2 separate regions of the Macaca mulatta genome follow, and region 1 is linked to region 2. A link is a contact called in public Hi-C data. All regions are on one chromosome and are shown on one strand. Each heading gives the region's core, a stretch centred on a gene start, on an enhancer-like site or on the middle of the called end of the contact. The rest is flanking DNA. Distances are from core to core; before and after follow the strand shown. Region 1 holds the start of ARFGAP2 (ADP ribosylation factor GTPase activating protein 2). Region 2 holds the start of MADD (MAP kinase activating death domain).

Region 1 (5,796 bases), core at 1,363-3,862, 95 kb before region 2:
GGGGAGCAAACACGATCACAGTTGCTACTCACAGTGGAAGAAAGCAGGAAAACAAGCAGCCCCCACCCCAACCCCTTCACTATTTACTTAAAGCAAGAGCCCATTCTCCTAAGTTAAAGACAGTTACCTAACACCACCTAGGCAGGCACAGATCTAAAGGTTCCTCAAATACAAATACATTTAATTATCACTACAACCCCTATGAAGGAGCTATATCTCCATTTTAGAAACTGAGGTTTTGACAGATCGAGCGACTTGGCCACCATCACAGAAATGCTGAGTAGAGAACAGGAATTGAAGCCAAGAGTCTAACCTCAGCACCCAGGGTCAGTAAAGAGGAAACCCTCCTCAAAGGGTGGGGTGGGGAGGAGGGAATCCTTTCACTGTCCCCAAGCACAGCGCCTTTCTTGTAAGGGAAGAATCCAGGAAAACTTGTTTGGGGCCCTAGACACCTCTTGAACCTTCAAGAAGCTGCTCCCGTTCCCCACCAGCCCAGTTTATAGGAGTCTATTTCTAAGGAGGTCTACACTGCACCCCCATTTATGGAGGAGGAAACACCCAGGCCTACCCAGCAGGAACAGCGGACTCCATACATTCCAACTCAGTGGACTTCACACATGTGTCCGAGACATCACATCAAAGCAAATGGAATCTATAGCCATGATCACAGAAGGCCTTGGCCTTGGTAAACTGCTTGTCAAGAACAATTGGGAAAAACGTTCCTTGTGGGCACTCACTTGAGTGTGTTCTGTGAAGAAATCAGAGTCCTTCTTCTCCGGGGAGTGATTAGGAACGGCACTACTTATGTTGTCTATCCAAAGCTAGAAAGGAGAAGGCACCCCTGAAACACAGGGCTCTGAATACTCCTAACCCTCCCACCCCAGCCCCAAGAACAGGCACTTACATCAGTGCCGTGCCTAGCCAGGGCCGCACTCCCCAGCTGCCGGATCTTCTCCCGGTACATCTGGGCAGCTCGGCTATTGTATTTGGTGTTGGCATCATTGGCTGTGCATCCATGTTGGCGGAAAAAAGCCGTCTGGAGAGCAAAGAAGAGAGCAGCGCGTGCTACAGGTGATTCTCAAGAAGGAAATGTGTTGGCTGTAGGAGGCATCCCCTTATGACAGTCGAGTTATTATCTATACAGGATGATACATGCTACTGACACTGGTTTTTCAGAGATACAGTTCCTCGAAATTCCTGCAAAAAAACACCTTGCAGCCTGCCATCCTCTGATATGACTGAAGCCCAGGCCTCACTGAACCCTGCCTGAGGACAACATACCATTCCCAGCCTCCCCATCCTTCATCCAGGGCAGGCCCACAAGACTCAATGACTGTGAAGGCTCCAACTCCTGAGGCTTTTCCCCAAGAACACCTGCCCAGTTTAATTGGAATTTGAAACCCATTTAAGAGAAGCTGTGACCAGTTTCGAAGTTTTTAGAAAATGGCTTATGGTGGTGTTATAGAACAGAGAACCCTCTGAACAGGGAAACCGAGAGGGCCTCTTAGGGAGTCGTGCAAAGTTAGTACCCAGGCAGAAGAATGGAAGGTGGGGAAGGTAGAAGGAGCTTTACCGCATTGGCATTCCCGCCGACCTGCATACACCTCAGCTGGAACCAGTTCCAGTTGGAATCCAACTCTGTGGACCTGTGTACAAGGGCTGCGTCTCACCCACCAGCAGATACCAGCAGAAGGGTTTCCCTGGCGGCCCGATACCTGTCACTTGGTCTCAGGCTGCTGTAGGCACTCAGGAAACATTAATCAGCCATCACCCCATTTCCTCCACACTACCCTGCCCATGAAAACTTTGCTCTTCATTCATCTACTCCAAAGAGTACTAATTATGTCCCCAGATCCGAAAGGAGGTCACGTTCTCAGGCACGCACCCCTGGATTTGGCTTTCCCCTAATGGATGGTCACAATTTCACTAGAGACATATTGGGCCAACAACATATCAGCAACAAGGTCAATGCCTCCCTTTCCTCCCAACCAACGCTCAGAGTCTCAAGTCTGACCATCAAAAAACAGCGAGTTTTGGCCCAGAAGCGGAGACGGACCGCCTATGTGCCAAGGAGCCCACACAGGTGGTTCCCTCCGGCAGGAGGCTACCGGACCCTCTCGGCCCAGAGGCTTCCCGCTGAATTCAAAGCGGTCCAAGTCGAGGCAGCCACTCTCCCTTGTTGCCCACACAGCCCTGGCCGGCCCGGTGGAAACACGGCAACCGCGCGGAAACCCAACCTGATGAAGCTCAGATGGACGCCCAGGGAGCGGTGCACCCCGGAACAGTCAATGCACAAGAAAACACCATACGTGATGCTGGCCCAACTCGGATTCTTGGCGCCGCAGTCGAAACAGGCCTGGGTGGAGGAAGCGATGAGCGAATGATCAGGGACCCCGAGTAAAGGCCAGGCGCAGACACCCCAGAAAAACAACCCACCTCCGCCCTTCTCCCTCCCTCAGGCCCCAGCGGGACGACAGACTCCGCGCTACCCCTGCTCACGCACCTTGTTGGTTGGAACTGCGCGAAGCCTCTTAAAAAGAGTCTGGATTTCGGTCTTGTTCGGCTCCGCCGCCATTTTCTCTCCTTCCCAGACACAACCGCGACAGACGGGTCCCGCCGCGGGCCAATCCACGGCGGGGAGGGCGGGCTCACCAGGTCAGCCTTAGCTGTGCCCGGGCCAGCCGAGGAGTGGGGTGATTGGGGCCCGATCTGGACCAATGGGCAGCCGGCAGGACGGGGACAGTGACGTCAGCCGCGGCCGTAAGAATCAACGACGCGCCGGGCCAATCCGCAGCCGGGACGGAGCGACGGCGGGCGAACCGGCCCAAACCTCCTCGCGCGCACAGCCCCCAACGCCTCAGTCCCCAGGTGGAGTCGCCCCTACGCCGCGCAGGCTGCGGGAGCTTGGGGGCGGGGACCCCCACTCCAGCCAATTACAGATCGATGAGTAAGGATTAGGCTGCCCAAGTGCTCCTCTTCCCTCCGGCCTGAACGGGCAGACGTACTGGCCGGCCTCTCGCCCAGCCTCCAGCCGTTCTCGGCTCACAGCAAGCCTGACAGCGAGTCCCCTCCACCCCAGATTAGGATCTCAAAACTCCAGAGCAGGTACCAAGCAGGCAAACCCTTTTCCAACCCCGGCTCCATAACAGACGCTAGGCCTCTCTCTAGATGCCTTCTGGAGGCCTGGCAAGGGTGTCCTATCAAAAAAATGCACATGAGCCCGACAGTGGTTTTTTTGTTTTTGTTTTGTGTGTGTGTGTGTGTCAAGTTTTAATACACGCTAGAACAAGCCACAAAAGAGGGTGCTGCTAGGCCGGAACTACACTCACCCCAAGCCCACCTCAGGAACCCCAAAGCAGAGGTCAGGAACTGAGTTCACAGCTCCTGGGGAGGCCCAGGCACCGCTGAACCCTGTCACTTCTGACCTCCCATCTTGCCCTCAGCCTAGACTCATCCCTCCCTGCCAGTTCCTTCCTAGACAAAGGCCCCTCCCCTCCCTGGGTCCCAGGACTTCCTCCCTCAAGGGACAGAGGAGCAGCAGGGGAGCGACGGTTCAGGGCCCTGAGGGTCTGGCTCTCCAGGAGAAGCTGGGCTCTCACCCAGGGTGGGTAAGCATCGCAGAAGGGCTGTCAGGACACTCAGGCGCCCACGCACTCCACGTAGTTGGCAGGGTACAGGCCAATGCGGCCACTCTGCAACTGGCCTTGGCACCAGCCCTGCTCGTCCTCCTCACTCATCTTCAGCAGCTCCTCCCCTGAGGGAAAGGGGATTGGTCACTGCTAGTGGCCCTGGCCCAGCCCATTCCTGCAACTGGGTCAAGGACTGAGGGGGATGGTGTGGTCCCAGAGCCCAGCTAGCAAAGACATGGCTCAGACAGAGGCAGGTCAAGGTCAGCAAGCTGCCCCACCCCAGACCCCGAATGCAGCCACCAGGCACCAGCTGTCTGGACCTGGAACAGCTGAAGGGCCAGAGGACTGGCCCTTAAGAAGTGGGTATTTGGCTTTCCTTTGTGACATCCCTGCTCAGGCGGGTAAAGCAGAGACCGACTGAAGCTAGGAAAGGGGTCCCAGGGTACCTGCTCGGAAGCTCAGCTCATCAGCTTCCTGGCCAGCATAGTCATAGAGTGCCCGCACCCGAACCCCGGTGGCAGCCTTCCGGGGACTCTCTTCATCTGACCACTCCTCATCCTGCCCTGTGCTGGAGAGGGCAGGCAAAGGGAGCAGCTCAGTGTGCAAGGAACACGGGGCTGGAGATCTCACCCAGGATCAGGGCAAAGGCCTCCCTACCCCCAGAGGCACCTGGGAGAGGCAGGTGAGGTGCTGAAAGGTTCTAGCTCTATCTCGCCATGCGGGACTCTGAGCAGAGGCAATTCCTGCCACACGCAGCTGATTTAAGGCATAAACGAGAGGGAACGTGGGAAATGCCTGGCAAATCTAAACCACCGTGAGAACCGGTATCATTACAACTACTAAGTAGTCCCTCAGGTCCCCGGCACCAGTTTTCAACCCATTTCAGGTGTGAAGGGAATGAAACCAAGGAGAAAGGAGTGGAGGGTGGGAGGCAGAGCTGTTTCTTTGCCACAGCCACGCTCCTGGCTCTCACCCTGGGGACCCCGGGGACTGGGGTGGGGGTGCGGTGCCATCTCTTGTGGGCACGATGCTGGTCAAGGTAACCTCATCAGGGCTCCGGCCACCCTTCTCTTTCCGACTGATTGTCCTCTGTGTGTCCAAGGACCACTCCTGTGGGGACAGTGCTTAGTCAGGTGAGGCCATCCAGACCACCTTCGCTTACTTCACCCCTAGCCCTGGCCGAGCTGAGTGGGAGCCCATCCCACCTCCCAGCCCCACCCCGCCTGGAACACATGCCTCAAACTGTGGCCAGTTCATGGCCATGCCTGGCCCGTGGGTGCTGCGCCACCAGCGCAGATCCTCTTCGTCACTGGCTGCCTCGATGCCCTGGTGCAAGTCGCGGTGGAGTTCATGGAACCTATGGCCCAAGGCACACCCTCAGTCTAGGAAGTCTAGAACCTGCATCCCTCAGTCCCAGCCAGGGCCTAGGGGAGATGGAGGAGACCCAGTACTACCCCAGATCTCCACGCCCACTAGGCAGCCCATACTTCTCACTGCTGGAAAGGTCCAGGTGCTGGTGTAAGGTGAGCAGCATGTCCTTGAAGAAAAGAAGCCGCTGGCGCTCGGCGGCCTGGCAGGTCTCAAAGGCCTGCTCCATGTCTTCCATGTAGCGTGGAGTGTAGCGATGCAGCTCTGCCAGCGTCTGCTCATACTGAGCTTTTGTCTGGGTGGGAGAGGAGGGTTCTGGTGAGGACCAGACCTTCTTCCACCCAGGACTCCACCAGTGTTTACCAAACACTGCCATGGGCTGCTAGACCCGGGGTTAGCCACTAGGGGCTATCAGTCCTAAGACCCAACTCCTGCCCTCAAGAACTCCAGCAGCCTAACAAGGGAGGTGACATCAGGTGCAGCGGATAAAAGAGTGTGGTGAAGACTGAAATGAGGTCAACCTACAGGAAAGGATGGGAGATACCAGAAAAGGCTTCCTGGAGGAGGTGGAAACTGCAGCATCTCAGGATGGTAAGGATTTGCATATGCAGAGCTGCAGGAAAGGACACCAGGCAGAGGGATACTGTGCAAGGAAAGAGCTGGAAGTTCTCAACTGCTGAAGTCATCCCAGTGCCTGAAACTCCATTTCTTTCCCTAGGTAAAGTATCACCTTTTGTCGGGTTCCTCCTTTAAATGATCATCTAGAGAGAGGGTGGCAAGTGAGGATTAGGGTAATAAG
Region 2 (6,151 bases), core at 1,678-4,177:
TGGGATTACAGGTGTGAGCCACTGTGCCCTGCTGAAAAAGGATTCTTTTATTTTTTTATTTTTTTATTTTTTTTGAGCCAGAGTCTTCTGTTGCCCAGGCTGGAGTGCAAGTAGCACGATCTCAGCTCACTGTAAGCTCCGCCTCCCAGGTTCAAGCAATTCTGCTCTTCAGCCTCCCACGTAGCTGGGACTATAGGTGCGCCACCACGCCCAGTTAATTTTTGTATTTTTAGTAGAGATGGAGTTTCACTGTGTTGCCTAGGCTGATCTCGAACTCCTGAGCTCAGGCAATCTGTCTGCCTCAGCCTCCTGAAGTGCTGGGATTACAGGGATAAGCCACCACATCCGGCTCTTTTTCTTTTTCTTTTCTTTCTTTCTTTCTTTCTTTTTTTTTTTGAGATGGAGTTTCGCTCTGTCACCCAGGCTGGAGTGCAGTGGCGTGATCTTGGCTCACTGCAACCTCCGCCTCCCAGATTCAAACAATTCTTCTGCCTCAGCCTCCTAAGTAGCTGGAAATACAGGCGTGCACCACCATGCCCAGCTAATTTTTGTATTTTCAGTAGAGATGGGGTTTTGCCATGTCAGCCGGGCTGATCTCAAACTCTTGACCTCAGGTGATCCGTTTGCCTCGGCCTCCCAAAGTGCTGGGATAAAAGGCGTGAACCGCCATGCCCTGCTGAAAAAGGATTCTTTATAAACAAAAATAAGAGTTGCTTCTATTTCTAGAAATGTGGAGCCCTCAAGAATTTTAATAACAGAATTGGCGGGGAGTGGTGTCTGATACCTGTAATCCCAGCACTTTGGGAGGGCGAGGCGGGTGGATTGCTTGAGTCCAGGAGTTTGAGACCGGCCTGGGCAACATGGTGAAATCCTGTCACAACAAAAAAATAAGAATTAGCTAGGTGTGGTGGTATGCACCGGTAGTCCCAGCTACTAGGGAGGCTGAAGTGGGAGGATTGCTTGTGCCTGGGAGGTCGAGGCTGCAGTGAGCTGTGATCGTGCCACTGCACTCCAGTCTGGGTGACCAAACAAGACCCTGTCTCAAAAAAAAAAAAACAAGAATACCAGAATTATTATCATGTAATTCAGCACCTCTTGTGTGCCAGACACAGCACTAAGTGCTCTGCATACTTTGTCACTGAACTATCCCAACAATTTTCTGAGATGGGTTTAGATATGATTCTCATTTCACAGATGAGGCTTAGAGGGGTTAAGACATTTGCTCAAGGTTACACAGCAAAGCCCTATAGCCTTTTTTTTTTTTTTTTTTTTTTTAATGGAGTCTCCCTCTGTCGCCCAGGCTGGAGTGCAGTAGTGCGATCTCGGCTTACTGCAACCTCCACCTCGCAGGTTCAAGTGATTCTCCTGCCTCAGCCTCCCAAGTAGCTGGGATTACAGGCACCTGCCACCACGTCCAGCTAGTTTTTGTGTTTTTAGTAGAGATGGGGTTTCGCCATGTTGGCCAGGCTCTTCTCGAACTCCTGACCTCGGGTGATCCGCCCGCCTCAGCCTCCCAAAGTGTTGGGATTACAGGCGTGAGCCACCGTGCCCAGCCCCGGTAAACTTCTTAGTGAGTTCCTAGTAGTTCTCTAAGGTAAGGCGCTGGAGGAGAGAAGGAAGTTCCTGCTGCTCCTGCTGCATGTGTCAGCCTCCCTTCTTCCTCCCCAGGGCTGCAAGTGGAATTCATCAACCCCATCTTCGAGTTCTCCAGGGCCATGAATGAGCTGCAACTTAATGATGCTGAGTTTGCTTTGCTCATTGCCATCAGCATCTTCTCTGCAGGTGTGGAGGAGGGGCAATGGGAAACAGCAAGAGACTTGCACCAAGGAGGGCTGCAGGCCCCACAGGAATCAGGGGGTGGCTTGGGAGGGTGGAGGCATTTGCTCTGTTATTTAGGGATGAGAGAGCTTGGCTGGAGCATGTCTCTATATTTTGGTTGCAACTTGGGGTATGGAACTGGACCCTGGCCAGACCTGCTTCTCAACTCTCTTGGTGACCTATAGACCGGCCCAATGTGCAGGACCAGCTCCAGGTAGAGAGGCTGCAGCACACATATGTGGAAGCCCTGCATGCCTACGTCTCCATCCACCATCCCCATGTGAGTCTCCCCATGGTGCCCCTTTTCCTCCTTCCCACACACAGGCCCATTCCCTGATACACCTACTTTCCCTTCAAGAATTTCTCTCTGACTGCATGGTGTGCAGACAACTCACCTCTCCCACAACTCCCCTACCCTTGCCCCGCTTCCCTGCAGACAGGCAAAAGCTGTTCTTGTCTCTCTCCTTTCCCCAGGACCGACTGATGTTCCCACGGATGCTAATGAAACTGGTGAGCCTCCGGACCCTGAGCAGCGTCCACTCAGAGCAAGTGTTTGCACTGCGTCTGCAGGACAAAAAGCTCCCACCGCTGCTCTCTGAGATCTGGGATGTGCACGAATGACTGTTCTTTTCTCATATTTTGTTTTCTGGGCCGGATGGCTGAGGCCTGGTGGCTGCCTCCTAGAAGTGGAACAGACTGAGAAGGGCAAACATTCCTAGGAGCTGGGCAAGGAGATCCACCCGTGGCATTAAAAGAGAGTCAAAGAGTTGGGAGTTTTGTGGCTACTGAGCAGTGGGGCGCCCGCTAACGCTGTGCTGTATCTGAAGACCACACTGATCCCACAAACGGATGGGCCTGGGGGCCACTTTGCACAAGGTTCTCCAGCGCCCTGCCCATCCTGCCTCCACCACTTCCTGTTTTTCCCACAGGGCCCCAAGAAAAATTCTCCACTGTCACTTTGTGGTATGGCCATAAATGTCTCAGCGCCGCCTCACTGATAGGTCTGGTACTGTTTGAACAGGAAGATCAAAATGAATACAAAATGAGAGAAACCAATGTCTGTATTGGGGGTGGGGACACGGTAGTAGAGGAGGAAGCCTGCGATCTTTAGGATCCGCCTCCAGGCTCAGAGGAGGGAGGGTCACAAGTGACAGGCTTGGCCGTGAGAGGGGGCCTCTTCTTACTAACCCCCACTGCGCCATATGAATAAATGGAATGCTGAGGCTTAGGCGCCCCCTTCCCCTGCTGGGATCCAGGTAGGATCCGGTTGCCTTTCTGCGGGGGAGGAGGAAGTGTTGGATTTCAGCGCTAAGGCCTCGGCTGTGCACCTCACGTGCGTGTCTAGCATGCCGTAGTTTTTCCTTTGGCATCTGAAAAAGGCACAACCTGAAAGACCCAGAACCCAGTTTCGGCCCCCAGGTCCTTTGGGACAGGAAGAGAAGAGTCGTGTGGCCGCGAGGAGGCTGTCCTGCGGCGGGGCTGGCCTCGCAGACGCAGGGGACTCCATTTCCCAGCGGGCGCCGCGGCGCTGCCACGCCCCCCTCCCCGCGCGCGCCCGAAGGAGGTAACCGCGGCCGCGCGCCCCCCTGCGCCCCCGCGGCCCAGGATTGGTAGGCTCCACCGCGCGACAGCCGGCTTGGGCTCCGAGCACCGCCAAAGCGAGTGAGGTGTGGGAGCAGGGGGATGGGGAGCCCGTCAGGAAGTCTCAGGGGCCGATTATCTTGGGAAGTGACTTTCAGAGGAATCCACATGTCGTCGAAATGGGCGCTATGACCCCGTCGGGTTAAAGTCTTTCTGAGCGACCCAAACAGAAGGTACTGCCGTGTGTCCTCCCCTTTGCACGCGACGGCGCTGGGTCGGCCTGGCGCGCCCTCCCGTGCCCATGGGCGCTAGACTAGGTGTGTGCGCAGCCGCTGTCTCCGGAGGTCGGCCCCGCCCCGCGGCGCTTGGCTCGGCGCAGCCCCGGCCCCCCGGGCTGAATGGTACGGCCCCGGCCCCGGCCTCCCCCTCCGCACCCCGCGCGAGTGGTGCGCGCCCCCCAGTGCAGACGCGGAACTGGCGCCCGTTCGGAGCGGCGCCGCGCTGGGGAGCGACTGACGCCCCGCTGCCGGGGACGTCGGTCCGGGCCTGGCCAGTCCCCCAGAGCTTGGGAGGTAGGAGAGTCTGGGCCGGTGGGGGTTTTGGGCGAGCGTCTGGGGACTCCGAGTGGGAGACGGGCTCTGAGAGGACACCGTGGCTCTTGGAGGAAGGGGTCTCTGAGGAGGCTCTGGAGGAGTGTGAAAGGGCGTGGGGCGGGGCCAGGGATGGGGGCGCCCCGGGCCGAGGAGGGGGCTCGGGCTACTGGGCTTGGTTCCTGCGGGGCGGGCGGCGCGGGTTCGGGTTCGGGGCGGGGGCGGGGGCGGAGGAGAACTGTCCAGCAGGTGAGGGGGCGGGCAGAGCTGGGCAGCCTTGGGGCCCGATCCCGCACAGCGCTTGGCGGGTGTGCTTGTGCGTGTGCGTGCATGCGCCTTATTTTTGGCTGAAATTTGGAGAACCACGTTTGGTTCTCAATAATTGTTTTTTGTTTTTTTAATTTGATGTTTCAAAATTGACTTGCTGGAGAGTGAGAACGCTATTTCATCTTTCTGCAGTCACTCTCCTCCCTATCCTCGTGTATCTACCTTCTTCCACCTTTCCCTGCCCTTCCCTCTACCCCAACCCTGCCAGCTGCCAGCCTCCTTGCTCCAGTTCTTCCGCACGCTGGACCAGTCCGTGCTGATGAGCTTGCAAGGTCACTGCCTGGGGAGGTAGAGGAGGGGAGGAGAGCCTCCTGTTGTGCTCACGTCAGCAGAGATGTCATATTGCTCTCTGGTTCCTGTGGTTTTACTGTGAGATCCTGTGCAAAATGAGGGACGAATCCAAAGGGTTGGTTAGCATGGCCATTTCTGCTGAAAAGACATAGATAACTTAGAAGTTTGTGAATCCTAATTCTACCTCTGGGTGGAGCTGATGGTGATGTCGGACTTCAGCAGATAGATATGCATTTTGAGCTTTATGCTTTTGGAATACATGAAGACAGGAACCAGAGGCTCTATGTTAGTAAATATGGTTGAGGCTACAGGCAAGAGTCGGAGCCTCGTTGGTTGTGAAGACAGAGTGTGAGTTGTGGGTGATGTTAGAGGGTTTAGTCTTTAGAGGAGTTAAAGATGTTAATCTTTGTGGGGAGGGGAGAGAGGAGACAATGAGAAGAAAAATCTTAGTTATCTCTGCAGTCTGAATAACTGAAGGCAGTGGCTGCTGATTAGATGAATTCTGGCTAAAAATCGTATCCTACCCATAGCTAGAATAATAACAAGATCTCAGGGTCCTTGTGGCTCTGGAAGGAAATGATTGTGAGTGACTTGAGTTTCATCAGATAGTTCTCAGTGGATAGGGACTGAGATCCCTCCAAGGCTAGAGGGGCCTGATGCGTACTCAGTAGGAGGTGCTTCAGGCCTGATCTTTGAGATTTTGACTGGAGAGGACTCCTGGTTTTCAATATAAACATAGATTGCAAGGTGTAGCCTAGAGCTCTGGTTCTATAAATTTTGTTTTACTTTGAGATACTTTGGCTTTCGCTGTAGTCATTTCTACACAGTTCTTTTTTTTTTCGAATCCCATGACAGATTAACTACATAATTCTTTGTTGGAACAAATCATGCTTTTTACTCATATCCCATTTCATTTCTCTGTTTCTCTCCCCCTTGCATTCTGCTCAGGAGGAGCTGAGTGCAGCTCTGTTACGGTGCCCCACCTCCTGTAGTTTGCTCATGACTCTTGCAATTGGGAGAACCAAAGGGACCGTTTGGGTTTGTTAAGCAGTGGTGATACCTAGAAATGAATATACGGCATGCTCGGAAACCTGGTGGTGTACAGATATCAGTATCAAAAGTCAGAATTAGGACGGAGTACAAACTACAGACAGAGGAGGGAGACGATAACCTAATTCTTAGCAGGTACTGTCAGTGGGAGAAGTGTCTCTAGGTTCAAGGGGAGTGAATTGTTATGGGCCTTGGCCGACTCTGGAGTAGCAGCTGCTAGCACTGTGCGGTCACCAAGCAGGGGAGGGGCTGTGGCTCTGCTATAAATAGTGCTGGGAGCCAGAGTCGCTATGGAGATAAAACTGAATCCTATTACCTGCAGGTCCTCTATTGGGAGCAAGGGAAAGGAGAAAGCAGTATTTTGAGGATTTGAGAGGTATTGCAAATAGGTCTTGTTAATTATTAGGTAGGGGAGAAAAAAGAACTACTCATTACCTAAACCAAATAGGGCCTTAAGCATCCAAGGAGTGTGTATGTCTGTATATATGGGAGTG

Evidence for each region. Hi-C and Micro-C count contacts between places; a contact is called where the count stands out from the background.
Region 1: a contact with region 2 is called in a Hi-C map of liver, with 1.9 times the contacts expected there. The contact joins the promoter of ARFGAP2 here to the promoter of MADD in region 2. A contact is called at or near these places in 3 of 14 Hi-C or Micro-C datasets (fetal cortex germinal zone, fetal cortical plate and liver).

The regions. Positions count from the first base shown.
Region 1 is chr14:18,422,320-18,428,115 of T2T-MMU8v2.0, reverse strand. ARFGAP2 (ADP ribosylation factor GTPase activating protein 2) reads right to left here and starts at 2,612. Exons shown (of 17, transcript XM_077963057.1): 1 at 2,504-2,612; 2 at 2,238-2,356; 3 at 1,530-1,646; 4 at 905-1,065; 5 at 738-821. The coding sequence starts at 964. It overlaps PACSIN3 (protein kinase C and casein kinase substrate in neurons 3), which reads right to left. Exons shown (of 11, transcript NM_001266225.1): 7 at 5,117-5,292; 8 at 4,866-4,986; 9 at 4,603-4,739; 10 at 4,076-4,197; 11 at 3,227-3,754. The coding sequence ends at 3,639.
Region 2 is chr14:18,326,912-18,333,062 of T2T-MMU8v2.0, reverse strand. MADD (MAP kinase activating death domain) reads left to right here and starts at 2,927. Exons shown (of 35, transcript XM_077962850.1): 1 at 2,927-3,074. NR1H3 (nuclear receptor subfamily 1 group H member 3) reads left to right here. Exons shown (of 10, transcript XM_077962937.1): 8 at 1,669-1,782; 9 at 2,004-2,098; 10 at 2,293-2,582. The coding sequence ends at 2,439. It overlaps LOC144334233 (a long non-coding RNA gene), which reads right to left and starts at 5,878. Exons shown (of 3, transcript XR_013403857.1): 1 at 5,779-5,878; 2 at 4,792-4,854; 3 at 4,362-4,693.